Regions from separate parts of the Sus scrofa genome. Here all the other regions are linked to region 3. A link is a contact called in public Hi-C and HiChIP or PLAC-seq data. All regions are on one chromosome and are shown on one strand. The core of a region is the stretch at or near the end of the contact, and the rest is flanking DNA. Distances in the headings are between cores, read along the strand shown.

Region 1 (3,272 bases), core at 392-2,891, 860 kb before region 3:
CTTGCTTGTGTTTGGCTTAGTCCTAAGAGCTTGTCATATATTTTAACATTAAATATTTATAATGTCTTTATGAGAAAGGTATTATTATTAACTCTATTTTATAGGTGGTGAAACCACTGGTCAAACAGTCCAAGTAACTTGGCCAAGGCCATAGAAGTGCTGGTTGGTGAAGCTATGATTTGTTCCCAAATTTGCCAAATGGTTATAGGCACTAGTTAGAAGTCACACTGAGGTACTGGTCTTGACATTGCTATTGACCAGCTGTGGACCCTGAGAAAGTTACTTAATCTCCAGAAGCCTCAATGTTCTCGCTTTAAAACAAGATAAGTAAAATTAATCCAGCAAAGATAAAAAGAGATAATGCACATAAAATGTTCCAACATGTGTCTAAGATGGAGTAAGAGTTTAGAAAATGTTAACTACTTGGAGTTCCCATTATGGCTCAGTAGTAACAAACCCAACCAGTATCCATGAGGATGCGGGTTCAATCCCTGGCCTCAATCGGTGGGTTAAGGATCTGGCATTGCCAGTGAGCTGTGGTGTATGTAGGCTGGCAGCTGCAGCTCCTATTCGACCCCTAGCCTTGTAACTTCCATATGCCACACATGTAGCCCTAAAAATCAAAAAAAGAAAAAGAAAAGAAATGTGACTAGTGGCCTATGTGCTATTTGTCAAAAGGCAAATGCTGAACTATTCCTGGAAACTAACCAGAGCCTGAGATGGACCCTCTCCTCCTGTCCAGCTCCTTCATGGTCAATTCCATCCCAATCTAAATGCCTAGTTCCCTCTAGTGACCCCACACTACATCTGGATTAGCCCTTAACCATGTGGGCCTGGGGTGTGGGGGGGGATGAGTGCTGGGAGGGTAGACCACCGTTTTTCATAAGTCATCCACCTCTGGCTTTGGAAAGGGTGACCTAGGGTCATTCTCTAAAGACAAGGTAGTGCGGACTCGGTCCTTACCTGTTGTACATATCAGCCATCATCTCTACCTCCAGCTCTGCTGCCAGCTGCTGGGCCCTGAGTGGGTCCATTTCAGCCCTGAACGGTCGAGGGGATCTCCTTCTGGCCTCCTAGACCTGGGGACAGACGGCACGGTCAGCACCCAGCCCTCCCATTCGCTTTTCCATACCAGGGGCTGGAGAATGTGGAGGAATCACAGACCATCAGACCAGCAAGGGCCACTGACCTCATACGCTATTTCACAGACGTGGAGGCTGAACCCGCAAAAGGGACACTGCCTTGCCCAAGGTTACAGAGCACGTTAATGGCGGGGCTGTAAATCGACCCTCGGTGCCCTAACGCCCAACTCCTCGAGGTCACCTCTATCCAGAAGGAGATGGGGAAACCGGAACAGAACACTCTAAACCGCTGTCATGAACCTGCGGGGGCCCTAAGAACTGGATCATACGCGGAACTACGGCGCCCGGACCCAGACCAGGCCCTAAACTGAAAAGGCCGCACCATCATCAGGGTCACTTTGAGGTCAGAAGTTGCTCACCACGGCCGGAGGTCTGTCACTGTGCCCCCGGTATCCCCAACTTCGGGTAAACACTGGAAATTCACCGGGTGCCCAGGTAGGGTCAGGCGGAAGCACGTGGGTCCCTTCCGGGGAGGAAATCCCGCCTCTTCCCGATCCGTACTCGCTTCCGGAATGAAGTACCATCTAGGTGGTGCCGGGAAACCTGATACCATAGAGAGGGCCCTGTCTGAAGGCTAAGGCGTCTCCCACATGCTAGAGAGGACTCAAAAATACCATAGAGATTTAGGCCGAACGCAGAGCGCCTGCAACCTGTTAGAATTCAAGTCCCCGGGGGTGTCACCGAGAGGTTTGAGTGTTTTGAGTAGGAGAGGTAGGGTCGCAGAGGTCAGTAACCCTCGCCCCTAACGCCGGAGAGCTGAGTCCAGAGCGCATATCTGACTCGGGGAAGGAAAAAGGGTCGTCCGTCCCCCCCGCCCTGCAAACAGCAGCTCTCAGCTTGTGTTGCACTTAAGGTCACCTGGGACGCTTTAAAAAAATCCTGATGCCCAGGCCTCACTTTCTACCAATTAAATCAGAATCCCTGGAGGTAGGATTCAGATATCAGTAAACTTTATTTATTTATCTATTTATTTTTGTCTTTTCAGGGCCGCACCCGTGTCATATGGAGGTTCCCAGGCTAGGGGTCTAATCGGAGCTGTAGCCGCCAGCCTATGCTGGAGCCACAACAACACGGGATCCCAGGCGACCTACACCACAGCTCAGGGCAAGGCTGGATCCTTAACCCACTGAGCGAGGCCAGGGATCGAACCCGCACCCTCATGGTTCCTAGTTCGATTAATTAACCACGACGACAACTCCAGATATCAGTAAATTTTAAAATTTCCCAGGTGATTCCCATGTGCAGCCAAGTGCTCCTGGGGCCTTTGTGTGAATACGGCTGTGTGCAGATCACCAGGCTTTCTCTGGGGTTGCAAAGACAAGTGAGGCATGGTTCCTGCTTGCAGAAAGATGAGTCGAGAGGACAGTGTGTGGGGAGTTCCCGTCGTGGCTCCGTGGTTAACGAATCTGACTAGGAACCATGAAGTTGAGGGTTCGATCCCTGGCCTTGCTCAGCGGTTAAGGATCCGGCGTTGCCGTGAGCTGTGGTGTAGGTTGCAGACGCGGCTCGGATCCTGCGTCGCTGTGGCTGTGGCGTAGGCCGGCAGCTACGGCTCCGATTCGACCCCTAGCCTGGGAACCTCCATATGCCGCGGGAGCGGCCCAAGAAATGGCAAAAAGACACACACGCACACACACAAAAGTACAGTGTGTCTTATTCAACTTCTACTAGACGCCCTAGGCCATAAAGAGATGAATAGGAGCAATTGTGGCTGCTGCCAGAGCTAACCTAGAGCCTTTGGGTGAGGGAAAAGGAGGGTACTGTGAATTCTTTCTTTCAAAACTTAATATATTCCTCGATCTGCAACCCGCCCCCCACCAATGAAAAAAACCCACCCTAATCTCCCTGGATTTTTCTTTTTTTCTTTTTCTTTCTTTTTTTTTTTTTTGCTATTTCTTGGGCCGTTCCCGCTGCACATGGAGGTTCCCAGGCTAGGGGTCGAATCGGAGCTGCAGCCACTGGCCTACGCCAGAGCCACAGCAACGCAGGATCCGAGCCGCGCCTGCAACCTACACCACAGCTCACGGCAACGCCGGATCGTTAACCCACTGAGCAAGGGCAGGGACCGAACCCGCAACCTCATAGTTCCTAGTCGGATTGGTTAACGACTGCGCCACGATGGGAACTCCC
Region 2 (3,309 bases), core at 151-2,650, 750 kb before region 3:
TCTTGGGTTTGAGAACTAGCTTGGGCAAGTCCCTTCATCTATCTTAGTCTCCTCCCTCACCTGAAATTGAGTAGAGCTGACTTGACAGGTGGCTGTGAAAGAGGATAGCTGAAAGGGTTTTGTGAAATGTAAACTACAAATGGATGGCATCTTTGTAGCTCCCCCTCCTCAACCTCTAATAAAAACTTAAGAGCTAAGGAATTCCCCTCCTGATGCAGAGGAAATGAATCCGACTAAGAATCGTGAGGTCGTAGGTTCGATCCCTGGTCTTGCCTAGTGGGTTAAGGATGCAGCGCAGCCGTGAGCTGTGGTGTAGGTGGCAGACGCAGCTTGGATCTGGCGTTGCTGTGGCTGTGGTATAGGCCAGCAGCTGTAGCTCTGATTAGACCCCTAGCCTGGGAACCTCCATATGCCACTGGTACGGCCCTAAAAGGACAAAAAGATAAATAAAACAATTTTGGCTGGGTATTGTTTTTATCCATATTTTACAATTAAGAAACTAGGTGTTAGAAAGTTTAAGCCCGTGATTTGCCCAAAGTCCCACAGTAAGCAAGCGGCATAGCAAAGAATACAAGATTCCAAGTCCAAGCTCATCAGAAGAGTACAGACATTGCCCAACCTGTTGTTTGTTGGATAAATGACTGACCTTGTATAACTGCCAGGGATTTAGGGAGGGAAACAGAGTTCCCAACAAAACACCTTGATCAATAAGAGGAGTGGGTATTTTCTTGTAATGCAGCAGGTTAAGGATCTGGCATTGTCACTGCAGCGGCTTTGGTCACTGCTGTGCCGCGGATTTGATTCCTGGCCCAGAAATTTCCACACACCACGGGTGGGGCCAAAAATAAATGAGAGGTTGTTGGGAAATGACTGACTTACAGAGTAAGTGGAAGAATTCTTGCACTTTTATTCAAAAAACATTTTTTTAATGACCCCTAGGGGCCAAGCACTGTATCAGTTAATTGGTGACGGTTCAGGTCCGGGTTGGTCTCTGTTTATGCTGTTTTCCTCCACTTTCTCTACCCCTAGGTTTTCTCGTATCCAAATGGAGTTTCCCTAATTTCCCCGCTTCCAGGCGACCATGGGACCTAAATAATGTCCCCTTCCCTCCGTCTTTCCCCTTCCCGGAGGGCAGTTGAGCGGAGAACAGCGGTGAGCATCCGCATCCTCTGCGCTTTGGTGTCCATTGACCCTTCCGCCAGTCCCCGCCCCGCGCGGGGGCGTAACCGCCACTCCACCCCCTTCCCTCCCGTGGAAACGCGAACTTCGGCGGCCGCCGCCCCGCCCACCGCTGACATCACGATCAAAACAATCCTTTAACTACAAGTCCCAGAAGGCCCAGCGACTGCGCCAGGTGGTCGCTCGCAGCGGTTCTGGCACGACTACATGTCCCAGGGAGCACCGCGCGTCCACATCTCCTCTACTGCGCAAGTAAGGAAACGCCCAAGTTTCCGGCGTGGATCTAGGCGAGCGCGGTTAGCAGTTGGTCTGAGTTTCTGCCTAGGAGGGCTTTTTGATTTACAAGGTTGGGTTCGTGCCTGTACAGGTAAGGTAATAAGCTTAGGAACGCACCGTCGCCTCCTTGGAGCGTGGACAGGTTTCACTGTCTAGGGAGGCTAGGACAAACGCTGGATTTAGAGCTGCGGTCTGGGATCAGAGATAATTCTTCGCTTTTCCTCGGCGTTTTCTAGTTCACGAACTTTTTTTCTCCTCCAGCAATCCCTGTTAATCCCCAGAACTTTGTGTGTGGAAGGGGAAGTGCCTCCAGTTGACAACTGAGGAAGAGGTGATTGATTTCTCTAAAGACACTACCTAGTAGTTGCTGAGCAGGGCCTTAATTCTGTTTTCTAAGTCGGAAACCGGAAACCGATATTCTCTGCTTTACATCGAATTACTAACGCCTTTCTTGTTGACTAAGAGGCTTAGGGAGTGGCCATCTGTTGCCTTTTCAACTCTGGAATATCCCAGTTGAGTGGTGAAGGGGGCGATGAAGGCGATGAAATCAAGTCTGTCAATCTGTAGAGACTGCTTTCTTTTTATTTCTGAGTCATTTATTCCCTCGGTGTATTTATAGAGGTGCCTTTGGGTTGTCTAGCCCCATCCTAGGTACTAGAGTTCCAACCCTTACATTCTTGTGAGGGTAGACAGACAATAAACAAATATATAGTGAAGCGGATGGTGATCAGAGATAAGGAGAAAAATAAAGCAGGGTAAAGAGAAACTGCCAGTGAAGGATTTTGAACTGAGTCCTAACTTATGTTTAGATCTGACATTTGTGTTCTAGGCACAACAACTACGCAGAAAAGATGGGAGAGGAGGCCAATGATGACAAGAAGCCAACAACTAAATTTGAACTCGAGCGAGAAACAGAACTTCGCTTTGAGGTGGAGGCATCTCAGTCAGTTCAGCTGGAGCTGCTGGCTGGCATGGCAGAAATCTTTGGCACAGAGCTGACCCGAAACAAGAAATTCACCTTTGATGCTGGTGCCAAGGTGGCTGTTTTCACTTGGCATGGCTGTTCGCTACAGCTCAGTGGTCGCACCGAGGTGGCTTATGTCTCCAAAGACACCCCTATGTTGCTTTATCTCAACACTCACACTGCCTTGGAGCAGATGCGGAGGCAGGCAGAGAAGGAAGAAGAGCGAGGTCCCCGGGTGATGGTAGTGGGCCCCACTGATGTGGGCAAGTCCACAGTGTGCCGTCTACTGCTCAACTATGCAGTGCGCTTGGGCCGCCGTCCCACTTACGTGGAGCTGGATGTAGGCCAGGGCTCTGTGTCCATCCCTGGTACCATGGGGGCCCTCTACATTGAACGGCCAGCAGATGTTGAAGAGGGATTCTCCATCCAGGCTCCTTTGGTGTATCATTTTGGTTCCACCACTCCTGGAACCAACATCAAGCTTTATAATAAGGTCAGAGCCAGGGCCAAGGTGGGGTGGAGGGAAGGGCTGCTGTCAGGGTTGAAAACTGTGCAGAAGTTTGCTAATTAAAACTCTTTGCTCCCTCTCGGCTGGTATATTGCTCCATGATTTTAGGAAAGACAATTTGAAAATAAGTCCATCTCAAACTGTTAAACGTTTCTGCGGACCCATTCTTAAGTAATTTATTAAATTTCCATTTCGGACATGAAACAGAGGAGACAGAAGAAGCAACGCAAAATAAAAATTAAATCCATGTTACGGGGTCAAAACCACAGCCATGAAAAATGTCATTTTTCTTATACCTGATACCACTTGTTCTAAAGAAAGATAAAATAGCCTTGGGTTTGTTTCTTTTGGTGTTTTTTTTTCCTCACTTTGCTTCTTTCTT
Region 3 (3,114 bases), core at 476-2,975:
GAAAAGTCACACTGAGATTAACTTTCACTTTTTTTTTACTGCTGTGATTTTATTCACCTTGAATAAAACATTTAAAAAAAGCCTAATATGAGAAGGCAGTATTTAAAGAACTAAAACTATGGCTCTGTGATATAGATAGTACCCTCATTTTTACCAGTGGTGAAATAGATAATAGTAACTTGCTAAAGATAACAGAATTAGTAGGTAGCTTTGTAACTTGCTATAAGATAGATTTATCTTCCAAGTTTGTAATCTTTCCTCTACAACAGAGTGATCTCTATTTAGGTTACTCTAAAGGAATCATTTGTTCTCCATTTCATTCCATTGTGACTCTCAAAACTTTTTTTTTTTTTTTTTTTTTTTTTGACATAAAGGAGATCCCACCTCTGCATTACTCTGAGCAGCCATTGGATGTCAGTGCCATTCTAAAAGTATGCTCACTGCAAATGGGGGTTTGAAAATTTTCCATCTACACTATGACAGTTTTTACAGTTGAAATGCCAGTAGCCCCATGAAAGTGCGAAACATTCCACAAAGACTATGAACATTGGCCCATCTGAAGTGGTAACTGAACCAAAACACTGGAAGGAATAATGTTCTCAGCCCTTGGCTTGCAAATGTGGGACTCCAACTGCAGTTTAACTGAATGATTCATGTGACACTTAAAACTGGATCCCAAGATCTTGTTTCTATTCATTTACTTTGGAGACTTTTAATTCCGGAGTTTTATTTTCCATGGTTAAGAATCGTTCCTGCAGATCGCTTCTTGATTATAATAGATGAAAGTCAGAAAGGAAGGAACGCAAGAGGCTCACTACCCTCACCAAATCCAACTTGAAGATGAGCAAATGGAAACTTCGTTTTGATGCATTAGGGCAATTTAGTTGCACATGTTGGTGGAGAGAAAAGTAATTTCTGACAAAGCTGCTATTCTGACCACGCTTCCTGTGCAACACAAAACAAGTAAAAACCACAGAAGCACACGGCTTCAGGGCGGGGGGTGTGAAGGAGGCCTTCAATTTTCTGGGTGGGTCACCAGAGTCACGCAAACAACCCTTCATCCTTCTCTCCAGCCCAGGGACCACAGCCAGGTTAAGCAACTGACGCCAGTTCCTTGTCCCCGGCGACATCTAATAAAAAAACAATTCTACAATTCTTTCCACAAACTTTTATTAAAAATCAAATGAGTGGTGGTGATTGTGCTAAGCCCCCTATGAATCAATGGAACCACAATCAATCTTTGACTTTGAGACACTCACAGGTTAGTGGGTCAGACACAGGAGAAGACGGATATTGCAGATATGAACGCTAGCCAGTCTCAGACGATGTGCCATATAACCAAACAAAGGTAAGGGCTATTAAGTGGCCACCCTAGAAATGATTCGCCAACACCAAGTTAAAGAAGCAAGGAAAATCCTGCCAGGCAATCCCGACCAGCAACGGGATCAACAGTTGTGCCCGGACCTGCGCAGGCTCCTTGCGGCCTAACCCGGAAACACAACCTCCCCAGAAGAGCAAATTCTAACTGCGGAAAGAGTAAACTACCTTTCCCATCATGCACCAGTCAAAAACTCCCAGAAGCCTCTCCGCCTCTGGTTTCCTAGCTTTCTTCCTAAGGCGTAGGAGAAGCCGAACTTCGTTTCCCAGGATGCCTTTGGAAAAGTTAACCATGCTCATGCGCTAAGAGGCGGGCCCTACTTGCCCTCACGACCCCGCCTCTGTTTTGCCGCCGCCATTTTTTCAGAGACTTTCATCCGGCAGCCGACGGGGCTTTTTTTCTTAAAGGAGAAGCGACAGCTCAAAAAAATTTCCCCTTTCTCTCCGCAAGACCTAGCGGCGCTGGGGACAGAAAGGCCACAGACAGGAGAGTGGGATCAGGGTGGAGGAAGAAGAACGCCGAGGCTACTTCCGCGGCTTAAGGAAGAAAGCTAGAAAGAGCCCTTGCGGCATTAGCAGCTCCTTAGGGAGGCAGGTGCGCGCGCAGCCAGTTCAGGGTGCGCGCCAGGAGGGGAAAGAGGTGCGTTTTCTTCCCACTAATCTCCTCGCGAGACCTGACCCTCCCACTGCCCCTCGCGCGCGTTGAGCTTCGGAGGTGGGGAAAAAAAAAGGTCACTTTGGGATTGTCGCGAGACGCAGCCGTTTAACGGTGAGAACGGGTGCGCGGGGAAGGAAACCTCGCGCGTTCCCTCGGAGCCGTTTCCTGATTGGCTGAAGAAAGGGGTGGAGGCGGGAACCCGGTACGCCGCTGCGCGAGAGACTGTGAGGGGCGGGGCGAAGGAGCTGTTCCTCCTCTCCGATTGGCCCGCTGTGCGCCTGTGGCGGGCGCGCGCGCGCCGCCAGCAGTAGCGGGCTTTGAGTGGCAGGGGGCGGGGGGGGCGCCCTCGGAGACGGGCGGAGGGGAGGGGGGGAAAAAGAGGAGCGCAGTGAGTGAGCCGAACGCTCCGGGGGGCGGGGGGGAGCAGCGTCGCGGCCGCCGCCGCCTCCGCCTCCGCCGCCTGGGATTAGGGGGTGGGGGACGGACGAGTCCCGATGCCGGGGGAGACGGAAGAGCCGAGACCCCCGGAGCAGCAGGACCAGGAAGGGGGAGAGGCGGCGGCGGCGGCCAAGGCGGCTCCGGAGGAGCCCCAACAACAGCCCCCTGAGGAGGCGGCGGTGGCGGCGCCTGCGGGGACCACTACCAGCCGCGTGCTGAGGGGAGGTCGGGACCGGGGCCGGGCCGCTGCGGCGGCCGCCGCCGCCGCCGCTGCCGCTGTGTCCCGCCGGAGGAAGGCCGAGTATCCCCGCCGGCGGAGGAGCAGCCCCAGCGCCAGGCCTCCCGACGCCCCAGGGCAGCAGTCCCAGGCCGCGAAGCCCCCGTCTCCAGCTCAGGGCAAGAAGAGTCCGCGACTCCTGTGAGTAACGCAGTCTTTCAGGCGGTGGGAAAGACCCCCCTCTATCCGCACGCAACCCTCTCGGCTCCCGTAGCGACCACTCCACGTGACATCCTGCTTGCTCTGCCCCCTGTCGGCTCGCCTGCCAGATGTCACACCGCTTCCTTGTTAGCTGGCGGTCTTATCGGACCTCTCTGGCTTCCCCCGCCCCCCCGCCTGCCGGTCCAGCCACTTCTTTTCTTGA
Region 4 (3,097 bases), core at 59-2,558, 960 kb before region 3:
CCTTTGGCAGGCCCTCTGTTCAGGAAGCTCTCTGGCTGTTCTGGCTGTTCCAGGCTTGGGCAAAACCCATCAATGGGCGATTCTCTGGATCCTATAAAATAAGGCAGAGGCTGCTGGGTACAGGAGGCTTGAGGGAAAGGCAGAGGTGTACAAAGCGTTCTCTGTACGATAAAGAGGCCAGCGGTTAGAAACAGCCAGAAACAGCTGCAAAGGCCTCTCTATCCCACAACTGGCAACAGGTGGGAAAGCAGAGACAGAGCCCCAATTCAGGAGACATCCGCTAAAATAATAGCAGCAATTCTGAACCAGGAACAGGGGATGGGAGACTTGACACATGTCCTCACAATATCCTGGCAAAGTGGGTGTTTTCTTATGTTCAGTTGACCGACAAAAGGCTCAACTTCCCCAGGTCACATGGGCCAGTCAGTCACGTTGCAGGCCAGTCTAATGCTAAAAACATCCCTACCTCAACACGATCCTGCCTGACCCTCGGCTGGCACTCCCCCAGTCTCCCATTTCCCCGCCGCCCCCCTCACACCACCATCTGCCGGGAAAGCGCCCAGAAGCCGCTCACCCCCACCCCGCTCTCCCTCCGGCACGTGCTCTGAGGTCCTGGGGCAGAAGCTCCCCCACCCCGTTCCGTCCCCCCCCCACCCTCCACCCCCGGTCGCCTGTCCTCAGGGCCTCATCACTCCCCGGCCCCGGGACCTCGCCGCCTCCAGCCCTGCGCCGCAAGCTACTCGCCTGCCTGGCTCCGAGCTCTCCGGGACGCGGGTTTCGGCGCCTTTGAAGATTTGGATTCGCGCCTCCCGCCGCCCCTCCCAGTCCCTCCACGCCCCCAGCAGTCCCGGAAGGGCCGGGGTGAGCGGGGCGGCGCCTGGCAGGTCCTCCACCTCCCGCTCGCCATCATTTCCTTCTTCTCCGAGCCTCACAGTCCTACGCTCTTTTTGACCACGCCCTGGAATCCCCCCTCCTTCCACTCGGGTGGACCTCGCCGGCGTGCACCTCCTGATCCCCTTTCCGCTTCTCTTCTTCTCTGCGCCTTCTCCCTCCCCTGACCGAGATCGTTTCAATCCCGTTGCTCACACTGGCAACGGGAAAGGTCACGCACTCACAGCACACACGGACGGCTTACCTGCGGACACGGGGACACACACGCGGACGCCGTATTCCTTGTGCTCTGCGTTGACCACGTGGGTGGGCACAGAACACGTTTTCCCCTATTTGTGCAGACAGAAGACGTTGCCTGGCATTTCAGGAAACAAAGAATGTTGCCAGCCACTTCTGTACCTGCAGCCTACCAGACAGTGTGCCCCGAGGGAAATTCAGGATGGAGAAAAACAGGAAACGCCCCCGCCCTGGATAGTTAAGATGCCTATCTAGGAATAACTTTTCAAAGACCTCAGATTCTTGCCTTTTCTCATACTTAGAAAACTACAGTCATGAACTTGTCTGCTTTTGCGATTAGCAGGAATCTTTTCCTGCTCGACTGCATGGATTTTTATTTTTATTTTTTTCCAGCAAAAACTCCTAGATATCCTGGCTCCTCCCTTTACCTCTTGGGAGTATTCCCCAGAGTATCTAAGAGGCTGTGTCCCAAGCTATAGTCCTCAGTAAGTTCCCCGGATAAAACATACCTGGCAACTTGGAGGCCACGCAGGATTTTTTTTTTTTTCCCCACTGACAGCATCTTTCCAGAAACCATCCCCCTGAAGCAGTATCCTGCTTTTTCACCACCAAGGACCTCTTTGATTGCTCCCTGCCTCACCCCAGCCCAGGTTCTGAAAGAGTCTACCCGCCAGACTTTGTTGATTAAGTATTCATTCATGGCTCCATTTTTTATTAATCAAAGACATATATAATTGCCGTCGGAGCTTGTGATCAGCATGAGATAGCCAGCTGAACCAGCTGCGCTGCTATCATTCCGAGCCCAGTGCAAGTTAGTTCAGTGGCCATTTCCTCCCAGCCCCGCTTAGAAAGCTGAATTGGAGGGAGAGCTTCTTGCATATTTAGAGTAGTCTACAAACTCCCAAGCCTAGCCTCCTGGTTTCCCCAGGGACTCAAAAGATTCTAAGCCCACCCTTCTTTTTAATGAGAAAGAAATAAAAGATTAGGGCAGTGGAAAGCCAGAACCAGGGAGTATTTTCCAGATCTCTACTAAAACACGGAGGATAAAGAAGGATAACCACCCAAAGACAGGTTGCTCGGTTCTGGTTCTATACCCAGGTGCTCACTAGTTACATAGCCCCAAGCAAGCCCTTTGACTGCCCCACTTGTAAGATGAGGCCTGCGGTACCTTAATTATCTTAATTATAATTAGAAATATGAGCTGGGTTGATGAAGTCCCTGCAAGTATGTTAGTCAGTAGCCAGACTGCTTAAGAATAGCACTAGGTTCTCCAGGGTCCAGATACAGAGTCAGAGAAGCAGCCTTGGGAGGGGATTTCAGAGCAACTTCACTCTACATGTGCTCTTAACATGCCCACGAACTTCTAACTGGTTAAGGATCCATTGTTGTCACTGCTGAGGCTTGGGTCACTGCTGTATCGCAGGTTCGATTCCTGGCCCAGGGAACTTCTGCATGCCACAGGCACAGCCAAAAAAAAATACTCCCAGACTTCACATGGACTAATGGGACATTAAGAAAACAAATCCTTTCTTTAAAAATTAATCAATGAGTTCCCTTCATGGCTCAGTGGTTAACCAACCCGACTAGGATCCATGAGGATGTGAGTTCAATCCCTGGCCTCGCTCCGTGGGTTAAGGATCTGGTGTTGTCGTGAGCTGTGGTGTAGGTCACAGACACAGCTCAGATCCCACATTGCTGTGGCTGTGGCATAGGCGGCTGTAGCTCCAATTTGACCCCTAGCCTGAAGAACCTCCATATGCCTTGGGTACGGCCCTAAAAAGCAAAATAAATAAATAAATAGGGAGTTCCCGTCGTGGTGCAGTAGAAACTAATCCGACTAGGAACCGTGAGGTTGAGGGTTCCATCCCTGTCCTTGCATAGTGGGCTAAGGAGCCAGTGGTGCCGTGAACTGTGGTATAGTTGCAGATGCAGCATGGATCTGGCCTTGCTGTGGCTCTGGTATAGCAAC
Region 5 (2,964 bases), core at 113-2,612, 730 kb before region 3:
GGTTACATAGCAAAGCATTGATCAAGACAGGATTAAGGAGTTCCCTTCGTGGCTCAGGGGAAACAAATCCAACTGGGAGCCATGAGGTTGCGGGTTTGATCCCTGGCCTCTCTGCTGAGTGGGTTAAGGATCCAGCGTTGCCGTGAACTGTGATGTAGGTTGCAGACATGGCTTGGATCTGGTGTTGCTGTGGCTGTGGTATAGGCCTGCAGCTGTAGCTCTGATTAGACCCCTAGTCTGGGAACTTCCACATGCCATGAGTGCGGCCCTAAGAAAGCAAAAAAAAAAAAAAAAGACAGGATTAAAATCCAAAGTTTCTTGACTGCTGCTTATTTTTCTTACCAGGAACTTAAGCAGTTTTTTGTTCGTTTATTTGTTTTTATAGTAGAAAGAGTTAGGGCTAGGAAACAGATTTTCAAGATTTCAAGAGTGTGGGTATTGAAATCTACTCTCCCAATATTTTATTTGGCCTTGAAAACAGAAGTGGCAAACAGGTGGGCAGAAGAACCTGTTCTCCCTGGGATGGTGTCGGTCTGGGAGTCTCATCATGAGTCAGCCGGCCTACAGCCACTCCCTATACTTTGGAGCTCTGTGATTGTTGCCATAGGCTGAGGACGAGCCCGGACGGCTTCTCCTCAGCCCGGCCCTCATCTCCTTCCATCAAAGGCAACAGATTCAGACAGGCCACTTGGGGTGGTCACCTAGGAATCTGGCAAAGTACTGTAGCAATGGCAAGCCTCTCCTGGAGCCCAGCAGAATGCGGGATACAGCAGGAGCAGGCTCTTCTCACACAGGCCTCTCTTGGGTGGGATGTTTTCTCAGAGTGCTGTGGTTGGAAGCGGTGGCTTTTAAGTTGAATCTAGGAGCAGCTATTGCCTGTGAGGTTATTTGTGTTGCCACTGTGAGGGTAGGCTTGATTTTGGCAACAGATACTGGAACTTGATTCTAGAGTCCCACACTTCAGCTGGGATGTGTTGATATCAAGAAGGTTGCAGTTTGCAGGGATAAAGTTCATTATCCGGGGGCAGGTCATTGGCACTAGAGCCAAGAAACTAGGTGATTTGCTTTGGAAATGCAGAAACTGAAGGAAAAAATGGGGTCAGAAAGATGGACATCTGGGTCTGTGAGGGGACTGATGGCTTGTTCTCATTCACCTTTGTTTCCCTTGGAGATAAACTTACTTTTTGCAAAAGCTCAAGAGGTCTCAGTAGTCAGTTCTAGGAATAAGACTTAAATCATGGACACCTCAGTGTTCTAAGGATTTAATTTCTTTTTCCCTTCTAATTATCTTCCCAGGCTGTGGGAGTCAAGTGAGTCACCCTTTCTCCTCTTCCCTGGGCGGAAATTGAAGTGACAGCTAAGAACTAGGGAGGGGCTCTGACCTGGATGACTGGTTTTCAGTTTCTCTCCCTCCCTCCTTAGGATCAGGCTCTGGGTGGGGCTTTGTAAAGACTCTGCCTTCTTGCTTGTATTCTACCCCAAACCCTGCCAAGGTATGGGGACAGCTTTTCCGAATCAAAGAACTCCCAGGGAAAGAGGCTTCCATAGGAGACTTCAGTCGACTAAAACTAGAGCTGTGACAGAAAGTCCCTTTTTTGCACTGAAATCAGTGCCTTCCCTCTGAGCTTCATTATTTTGTCTCCCAATTATGTCCTGACCCAGCCAGAGAAGCAAAGAGTTAATTGATATTTACTATCTAAAAAGTCCAGTGCACCATAAATATTTACTTAATTTTTTTTTTTTTAATGACAGGTTAAATGGAATTTGAATAAATAGATGGTGGTGATAAAGACAAAGACTTGTGAGATGCTTTGTGACAATGAGTTTTGCCTCTTATCATTAGTTTCTTTCTCATTAGGGAGCTCGGGTCTTTCAGACTGTCCTGACTCACGATTCAGGGCTGTGCTTTTAATTTTGCTGGAGACAGATCACCTCTCAACGGAATCCAGGGCTTCTGTGGAATAACTCTCCAGGCTCATTTACTGTCTTGTTCTCCGGCCCCTTCTTCCTTTCCTTCAGTGAACTCTTCCTTTCCTTCTGGCTGGTCTAGATAAAGGGGACGAGGACAGATGCTGGCCTAATTCTGGAGATTAAATTCTCAGCCACAAAGCAGATTAGGGTATTGAGCCACTGTCTTGTAATGGGGAGTTCTTCCTGAGCTGACATGGGAGAGAGGGTGATACTACTGACCAAGTAAGCAGCACAGCAGATGTTCTTCTGACCCTTCCAGCTCCCAGGAACCATCCTCAGAGAAAGGGAGAGCGCTGGCAGCACTCCTGCTGAGACTGCTGTCCTGACAGAAACTGAGCTTAGTCATGGACCAGGTCACTCTTTGTGTCAAGGAAAAGTTACCTAAAGCATATCTTTGATTTGAACCCTGTGGAATATTGGATGTGTGGCCACTTTCTTTTTCCTGCAGGATTTAGGGCTGCTTTGGTCTGATACCTGCTTTCCCCCCGCCCCCTCCTCCACTCTTCTGCTTCATTTATTGATCTCAAAGGGTCTAGTCCTGTGCCTTGGCATCCTTATATGTGAGTGGTTTCCTTTTCTTTACCTTGAGAACTAGCCTCTAGTTGAATAAAATTCTCAGGAATATCTGATGTAGGCAGTTGAGAGTGGTTCAGAGCCAGCTGGGAAGAGAGAAGAGGAGCCAGAGAGGCAGGTGGTGTCCCTTGCTTTGGGCCAGTGTGCAGGTCAGTGGGGCATGGCTGGGATCCAGAAGCCTCAGGCTGTTCCAGAAAAGGGAGTGTAGCTGGTGTCAGTTTCATACTTAGTCCCTAGCTCTTGTGCCTGGTTAAAAGGGAGGTAAGGACAGAGTCAAAAACAAATGGAAAGAGCCACAGGGTAAGAAGGAATCTGAAGATCATGGACCTCAGTGCAAGGGGTTAAGTCTTGTATCTTGATCTAAAATGAGCATTTTTCTGGGAAACTAGACCCACTTATTGGGAAGGATAAAGGTAATTT
Region 6 (3,165 bases), core at 601-3,100, 710 kb after region 3:
AGGTCATACAGAGACTCAGTGGTAGCGTCATAACTCTGTTGCTGTATTCCAGGGACCATCACGAACCCCCAGTTTCCCTCCATTCGCCCAGAAAAAACTTCTGCTGGACACGCCCCTTCCCCACTCGGAGCTCTCATCAGTAAACAGTCTTCCGCCCCAGTCAAAGGGCAAGTGCAGGCCCGGGTGACCTGACGGTTGCCTGCGAGTAAGGGGCTATGTGTAATTAATGCGAGATGATAGTTCTGGGTCTTAGGCGGGAAATGCGTCCCTGGGCTTTACCCTGTGGCTCTTCCTTAAGCCTTAAGTGCCACCGGGTGGGTGCAAGGCTCTCAATGCCGAGCCCCACCGGGGGTACGGTGGGGTGGGGGGTGGTTGGTTACCGCACTTAACGGGCCCTCCCCACCCCCAAACAGAGGTCAACTCTCCTCAGTAGCAACTGATAGGACAGTCCCGCCCCCACGAAGCCAGCTCACAGCCCTTGGACTAAACCCGCGACCCCAGAGCCCACACACTCTGCTCGGTCCTGCCGGCCCCTCCGCCCCCCCTTTTCCCCCCGAGGGGCGCGGACCGACGCGCTGAGCGTGAGAGAAACAGAGAGGGGGGCGCGTGCCGGCGGGAGGGAGGGGTCACTTCCGGTCGCAACAGCTCACCTCGTAGCGGAACATTCTTGGGGAGGGGGGGGAGGGAGCGGGGAGGGGAATGGGGGAGGGAGGGAAGAAGCGCTGACTCTCCGGGCTCCTCCGCGCGCGGGTCCTCCACCGGCTCGCGACCCCTGGCCGCCGCCGTACGCCGGAGCGTGCGTGGGAACGTGCGCAGGCGCGCCTCGGGGAGGGCGGCCGCCCCGCTCCGCGCCCGGCGGCGGCGGCTGCGCGGGGACAGATTTGGCGTCCCGCTTCCTAGTCTCGGCGGCGGGAAGGAGGTCCCGTGGCGAGAGACTGCGCACGCGCCACCCGTCGGGGGCTTCCTCGCGATCCGAACCTGTAGCTCCGCCCCCGGCTTCTCTGCGCCCGCCCGACGCTGAGGTTCGAGTCACGAGTTTTCCGTCACCGACGGGGCGGAGAAAAGCCTTGTGATTGTCACAGGATATGGCTTTGGAGAGTCCCAGGCTTAGCTTAGGCTGGGAGAAATGGACATTCCTGGGCACTTTTTCCAGCGTCCAACACCGTCTTCGGGTTGCTTGGCGGTCTTCACGACATACGATAGGCACCGAGTGGAGGGGAAAAAAGTTAAAGTTCAGGTCATCGAAAGGGGCTGAGTTCGTCGCCACTTTCAGCGGCACGTCACCCGCTGAGTCAACAGCAGGTCAGGGCTGTGATTTATGTGTCTCAGAGATGAAGGCTTTTTTTTCCTCTTTTCTTTAAACCGAAGGCTTATTAGGGAGGTTCAACCAGGGAGGTATTTTTAGGGCTCAGGCACATCAAGCGTGTGGAGTGAGGGAGCCAAAAAAGGCAGCACAGCCGTGGGCAGCAAGGTCATCGAGGCTGAGTGCGCCGTAGGGTGACACCACCTCCTTAGAGGATCAGGACCAGAAAAGCATTTGTCCAGGTGCCTTGGCAGCCTGTTTTCAGAAGTCTCTTTGGAGAACTGTTATCTCCGCTAGCCGAACTCACTCTTTCCCCTTGAAGACTAAACTTGGCTACGAAATTTAGTCCTTGCACCACGAATTCTTGTGCAGTTTCGCAACTCCTTTCTCCGGTGTCTTAAAGTGCAGCCTCGCCTGGGAGTGGCATAGAGTAAATTCCTTACGTGGTGGTATGACCGGATTAATCAGAGCCTGAGTAGTGGAAACTTGGATTTGGAAATAGAAGTTCTGGGTGGGAATCAGTGCTTTGCCACTGGGCCGTCAGATTTGGGGCAAGTTACCTAAACGTGTCTGAGCCTTAATTTCTTTGGAAAACGGGATTAATGATACCTGCCTCACAAAGTAGTGGTTCAATGGCATGATGATTCCAGTAGTACTTCTACTGATGGTTGAAGTCTGCCTTATGCCAATCCGGTGAGGTAGGTGGTATTATTTTCTCCATAGATGAGGAATTTGAGGATTAGAGATGTTAAGCAGTTTATCCTAAACCACTCAATGGCAAGCGGCAACCAGGTCTCTCATTCCAGAAACCCAGTCTCTTAATCATTGTGACAGTTTAACAAAAGAGGATATTTACATGGGACAGACCTAAATGTTAAAGTGGAGCAGGCTGGGGATAAGATGATAACTTTTAAGCACGCATAGAACACTACAAAAGTTCATGTATTAGGTAGGGGCACTTCTTAACAGTGAGAATTGGTGCCATATAGACCAAAGGTTGGGAAAGTGTGACCCACAGCCAAATCTGCTTAGCTGCCTTTTTTTTTCAAAGTAAAGTTTTGTGGGAAGACGGCCATCTTCATTTATTTACATATTGTCTTTAGTTGCTTTGGGGCAACAAAGGCATAATTGAATACTTTCAATGGAGGCTATTTGGCTAGCAAAGCCTGAAATAATTACTCTGGCCCTTTACGGAAAGAGTTTGCTGATTCTAGATGTTGCAGATCAAGTTTTCTGATCATTATGTCAGAATTTTTTTTTTTTTTTTTTTTTTTTTTTGGCTGCACTGGTGGCAAATGAAGTTCCCGGGCCAGGGATCAAATCCAAGCCACAGGTGTGACCTTTGCCACAGCTGTGGCAACACCAGATCTTTAACTGGATCTGCACCAGGCAGGGAATGGAAATTGTGCCTCAGCAGCGATTGGAGCCACCTCAAATACAACACTGGATACTTAACCTACTGTGCCACAATGAGAACTCCAGACATCAGAACATTTTAAAAAACTCCACACTTCTAATTAATGGACTGCTTGAGAAAACATAGTGGAAAGTAGATAAACTTATTAACGTATAAAGACTTGAGATACAGCTAAAGCAGTTTCTATGAGAGAATAGGAAAGCCTGAATGTAAATGAACTATAGGATGATGTCAAAGAAAGGATAAATAAGGAAATAGTAAAGAGCAGAAATGAAAGAAACAGAAAACAAGATAGAGATGGTCGATAAAATTATGTTTTTCTCATGCAACAGCTGTCTTTGAGGGAGATGAATGAGGGCCACTTTAGGCAAATGTATTTTCTTGAGCTGTGTAGGCCCATTATTAAGATGGAGAGGGTAAAAATTCTTTTCACAAGTAATTCTTT
Region 7 (2,978 bases), core at 398-2,897, 810 kb before region 3:
AGGGTTGCCAGATTTAGCAAATAAGTTTTGCTATACAGAGTTAGTCTAGTTAAATCTGAATTTCAGATACTCCCCCCCCCCAATATTTTTAGTATAAGTATGCCCCAATATTGCATGGGACATATTTCCAAATAAATTTTTTGTTGTTGTTTATCTGAAATTCAAATTTAACTGGATTTCCTGTATGTTATCTGGCAACCCTGAGAGGGGAGCTAGGTGCTGAGAAGGAAAGCAACTAGCCAGGGTCACACAGCAAGCCAGGTCTCACAGCCAGGTCTGCTGGCTCCCAGGCTACGCCCTACCACCCCTCATCACACACACCCCAACTTTCTGTTTTTCACTTAAGGTGAATACTTGCTGGGCTGTGTGCCTCAGATTCCTCCTCTGTTGCACAAGAAAACCACTTGTTCCAGCTCCAGGCAGAGAAGCACAACACCCAGGGAGGAGAGCAGGGGCGAGATTCGGACTTCCGGAAGTGGGGTCCAGGCTTATCTCCAAGTGAGGGCGATCGAGAGCCAGCCACTTAAGTGCTGCAGGGCACGAATGGAGTTCCTGGGCCAGGGATCAGATCCGAGGCATAGTCGAGATCTACGCTGCAGTTGTGGCAACGTAGATCCTTAACCCGCCCAGAGGTGCTGGGGACTGAACCTGCATGCCTGCACTCCAGAGATGCCGCTGATCCCATTGCACCACAGCGGGAACTCCCAGTTTCTTAGCTACCAAATGGGCCTATTTCCCAACCCTTACTTTGAGATGGCCAATTCCCGGAAAGCTGGTTGCTTTGCAAACTGTGGAGCACATTTTGTGTCAGTGCTGTCCCCATCATGACCCACGAAGATGGAGGAGGAGCTTGGGTGTGTAGAGCTGAGAGCTGCACCCAGGCTTCCCCACTCCTGGCTCCCAAGGGGCTTTGGGCTACATTCCAGAACTTGCTTGCAAAGCTGGACCAAGTGGTTCGTCCCATCCTGATTTACAGGAATTCACACCAGTGATCAATCATCCTTAATTTGTAACTGGGCAGTGTCCTGGGCCAGCCAATAGCTGAGACCCAACCCCCACCCCCACCCCACCCCACCCTCCCTGACCCTGTGAGACTGTCCACTCAGTCGGCTCTGAAGCTGCCCAGTGACCAGGAGTGGGGAGCAGGTTTGGTGCTGGGTCTGGGGGAGTTGGGGGAAGGAGCTCTCTTCATCCTCCTAGCCTTCTTTCCCTCCCCCAGTGCCGCTTAATCTCTGCAGACCTAGTAGGCTTGCTGCCACCTAGGCTTCTGCCTCCACCCCCCTTCCCCTCCATCTCCATCCCCAGGGCTGCCGTGCCCAGCCCCTCTGGACCTCCCCTCCTCCCCCTGGCCCGGCCTCATTGTTTGGCTAAAGCAGGACCCTCTGGATGGAACAGATGGACGGAGACCCGGGTCCGGGGCGGGGGAGGAAGGGCCAGCCGGTGCCGGGAAAGGGAAGCGGTTTTGGGGAAAACAAAACAGGGGGAGGAGCCAGGGAGAAGGTGGCCCCGGGAGGGAGGCGGGAGGAGGGGGAATTCGCAGAGAGGGGCTCGGGCCTGGAATGGAATGAGGGCGGGCCCAGGGGTGGGGTAGTAGGAGGCCCCCTAGGCCCGAGGCTTGGAGCTGGCACCGACGCTGCCTGGCCCTGCAGGTCCGGGCTGACGTCGCCGCCCAGATGGCCTTCAGGCTGACCCCGCTGACCCTCCTGCTGCTGCTGCTGCTGCTGGCTGGGGTGAGTGGCCCCTTCCTGGGGTGGGGGTGGGAAGTGGGGGTAGGGGTCGGGGCTGAGGATTAACCCTTCAGGCTCCGGAGAATGAGGAGAGCTCCTTTTGGGATTAGCAAATGTGACCCTCGCACAGGAGTTCGTACAGAACGTGGAAAAAGCGGCGAACTCAGGCCCAGGCAAGGTCTAATTCTGACTCGCTATGGTGCCGGCTGTGCTGGCCTTGAGCCAGTTACTTCTCCGAGCCTGCCTGCCCTGATTCACAAAATGGAGAAATAAAGCAGAAGGATCAAAGAGGGCAAGGAGAGGGACAGCATTTTTTGATATTAAAATCGAGGGTTTGGGGAGTTCCCTCGTGGCTCATTGGGTTAAGTATACGGCAGTCGCCACTGCTGTGGCTCTGATTCCAAATGTGGCATGGGTTCGATCCCTGGCCAGGGAATTTTCAGATGCGGCAGGCATTGGCCAAACAAAAAACAAAAGCGAGGGGTTTGTTCAGGAAAACTGCGTTGTGAGGGTGGGGAGGTGGGCTGCCGAGACCTAAGCTCTCCACAGCGGTCTGGGAGGTCAGGGGGAACAGATGAGCCCAGGAGAAAGGTGGGTGGTACTTTGGCCTGTGCATTCAGGGCACGTGTGGAAGCTGGCATTGGCACTGGCCTTGGAGATGCATCAGATGATGTACTCAAGGGGTCTGGCATCAGAGACCAAAGTTTGACATCTAGTTTTGCCTCCTGCTTCTGTAAGACTCTGGGTAGTTAGTTCATATATCTTTTTTCTCAGTGAAATGGGATAATCCATGCATGGTCTGAAAGAATTAGCGGTGGTGGCTCCAGGGCAGGCCCCTCTCCCACCAGCCTTTCCCGAGAATAATTCTCTGGTATCCCACCTTCTCTTCCTGTGTTGAGTGTATGAAGGGCATTGTGCCTTAAAATGGAAGAAAGAAAGAAAGTCTCTTGAACCACAGGATAGAGCCTCCTCAACCCTGAATGATGTCAGCCATGTGGATCCAGGGAGCTCGGAAGAAGGGAAAAATGAAGGTGATATCGCAAAGGGAGATATTTCCAAGATTGTATCCATTCAACCCACCAAGAGCTCTTCCATCTTCCCAACCAACCTGACCATCGTAACAACCAGTGCCACCCAGCCCGTCAACCAGTCCACCACTCAACCCATCGAACCAACTACCCTGCCCACCACCAAGCCCTTCTTGACCACTACCGAGCCCTTCTTGCCCACTACCAAGCCCTTCTGCCCAGT

The links. A called contact is a pair of places that touch in the nucleus more often than the background predicts. HiChIP or PLAC-seq counts read pairs in DNA pulled down with a chosen protein or histone mark.
Region 1: an H3K27ac HiChIP or PLAC-seq map of skeletal muscle shows a contact between it and region 3, with 12 times the contacts expected there. The contact joins the promoter of TIMM10 here to the promoter of ZFP91 in region 3. A contact is called at or near these places in 1 of 5 promoter capture datasets (liver), 4 of 47 Hi-C or Micro-C datasets (heart right ventricle, liver, psoas muscle and 1 more) and 2 of 2 datasets of contacts at active chromatin or transcription factors (alveolar macrophages and skeletal muscle).
Region 2: a Hi-C map of liver shows a contact between it and region 3, with 13 times the contacts expected there. The contact joins the promoter of CLP1 here to the promoter of ZFP91 in region 3. A contact is called at or near these places in 3 of 5 promoter capture datasets (fetal liver, fetal skeletal muscle and liver), 7 of 47 Hi-C or Micro-C datasets (blood, heart right ventricle, liver and 2 more) and 2 of 2 datasets of contacts at active chromatin or transcription factors (alveolar macrophages and skeletal muscle).
Region 4: an H3K27ac HiChIP or PLAC-seq map of alveolar macrophages shows a contact between it and region 3. The contact joins the promoter of SLC43A3 here to the promoter of ZFP91 in region 3. A contact is called at or near these places in 1 of 5 promoter capture datasets (fetal liver) and 1 of 2 datasets of contacts at active chromatin or transcription factors (alveolar macrophages).
Region 5: an H3K27ac HiChIP or PLAC-seq map of skeletal muscle shows a contact between it and region 3. The contact joins the enhancer-like site here to the promoter of ZFP91 in region 3. A contact is called at or near these places in 1 of 5 promoter capture datasets (liver), 3 of 47 Hi-C or Micro-C datasets (blood, epiblast stem cells and heart right ventricle) and 2 of 2 datasets of contacts at active chromatin or transcription factors (alveolar macrophages and skeletal muscle).
Region 6: a contact with region 3 is called in an H3K27ac HiChIP or PLAC-seq map of skeletal muscle. The contact joins the promoter of PATL1 here to the promoter of ZFP91 in region 3. A contact is called at or near these places in 1 of 5 promoter capture datasets (liver), 7 of 47 Hi-C or Micro-C datasets (embryonic fibroblasts, liver, mesenteric adipose tissue and 3 more) and 2 of 2 datasets of contacts at active chromatin or transcription factors (alveolar macrophages and skeletal muscle).
Region 7: a contact with region 3 is called in an H3K27ac HiChIP or PLAC-seq map of skeletal muscle. The contact joins the promoter of SERPING1 here to the promoter of ZFP91 in region 3. A contact is called at or near these places in 1 of 47 Hi-C or Micro-C datasets (epiblast stem cells) and 2 of 2 datasets of contacts at active chromatin or transcription factors (alveolar macrophages and skeletal muscle).

What each region holds. Positions count from the first base shown.
Region 1 is chr2:13,391,594-13,394,865 of Sscrofa11.1, reverse strand. TIMM10 (a long non-coding RNA gene) reads right to left here and starts at 1,641. Exons shown (of 3, transcript XR_002341482.1): 1 at 1,502-1,641; 2 at 964-1,079.
Region 2 is chr2:13,283,299-13,286,607 of Sscrofa11.1, reverse strand. It overlaps CLP1 (polyribonucleotide 5'-hydroxyl-kinase Clp1), which reads left to right and starts at 1,400. Exons shown (of 3, transcript XM_003122716.3): 1 at 1,400-1,546; 2 at 2,285-2,912. The coding sequence starts at 2,307.
Region 3 is chr2:12,530,892-12,534,005 of Sscrofa11.1, reverse strand. It overlaps ZFP91 (E3 ubiquitin-protein ligase ZFP91), which reads left to right and starts at 1,725. Exons shown (of 11, transcript XM_021083007.1): 1 at 1,725-2,891. The coding sequence starts at 2,530.
Region 4 is chr2:13,489,124-13,492,220 of Sscrofa11.1, reverse strand. SLC43A3 (solute carrier family 43 member 3) reads right to left here and starts at 1,308. Exons shown (of 13, transcript XM_021083039.1): 1 at 1,136-1,308; 2 at 1-91.
Region 5 is chr2:13,262,844-13,265,807 of Sscrofa11.1, reverse strand. The region is part of intron 2 of ZDHHC5 (palmitoyltransferase ZDHHC5); the gene reads left to right. Among named protein-coding and RNA genes, the nearest start is that of ZDHHC5, 12 kb to the left of the region's middle. Within about 2 kb of position 1,362, at least 25 of the 83 cell types and tissues checked have an H3K27ac peak or open chromatin away from gene starts, as enhancers often do. A contact at or near this core is called in alveolar macrophages and skeletal muscle, where this site is marked.
Region 6 is chr2:11,825,501-11,828,665 of Sscrofa11.1, reverse strand. PATL1 (protein PAT1 homolog 1) reads right to left here and starts at 1,850. Exons shown (of 19, transcript XM_021082992.1): 1 at 651-1,850. The coding sequence starts at 665.
Region 7 is chr2:13,336,848-13,339,825 of Sscrofa11.1, reverse strand. It overlaps SERPING1 (serpin family G member 1), which reads left to right and starts at 1,647. Exons shown (of 7, transcript NM_001123194.1): 1 at 1,647-1,730; 2 at 2,686-2,978. The coding sequence starts at 1,674.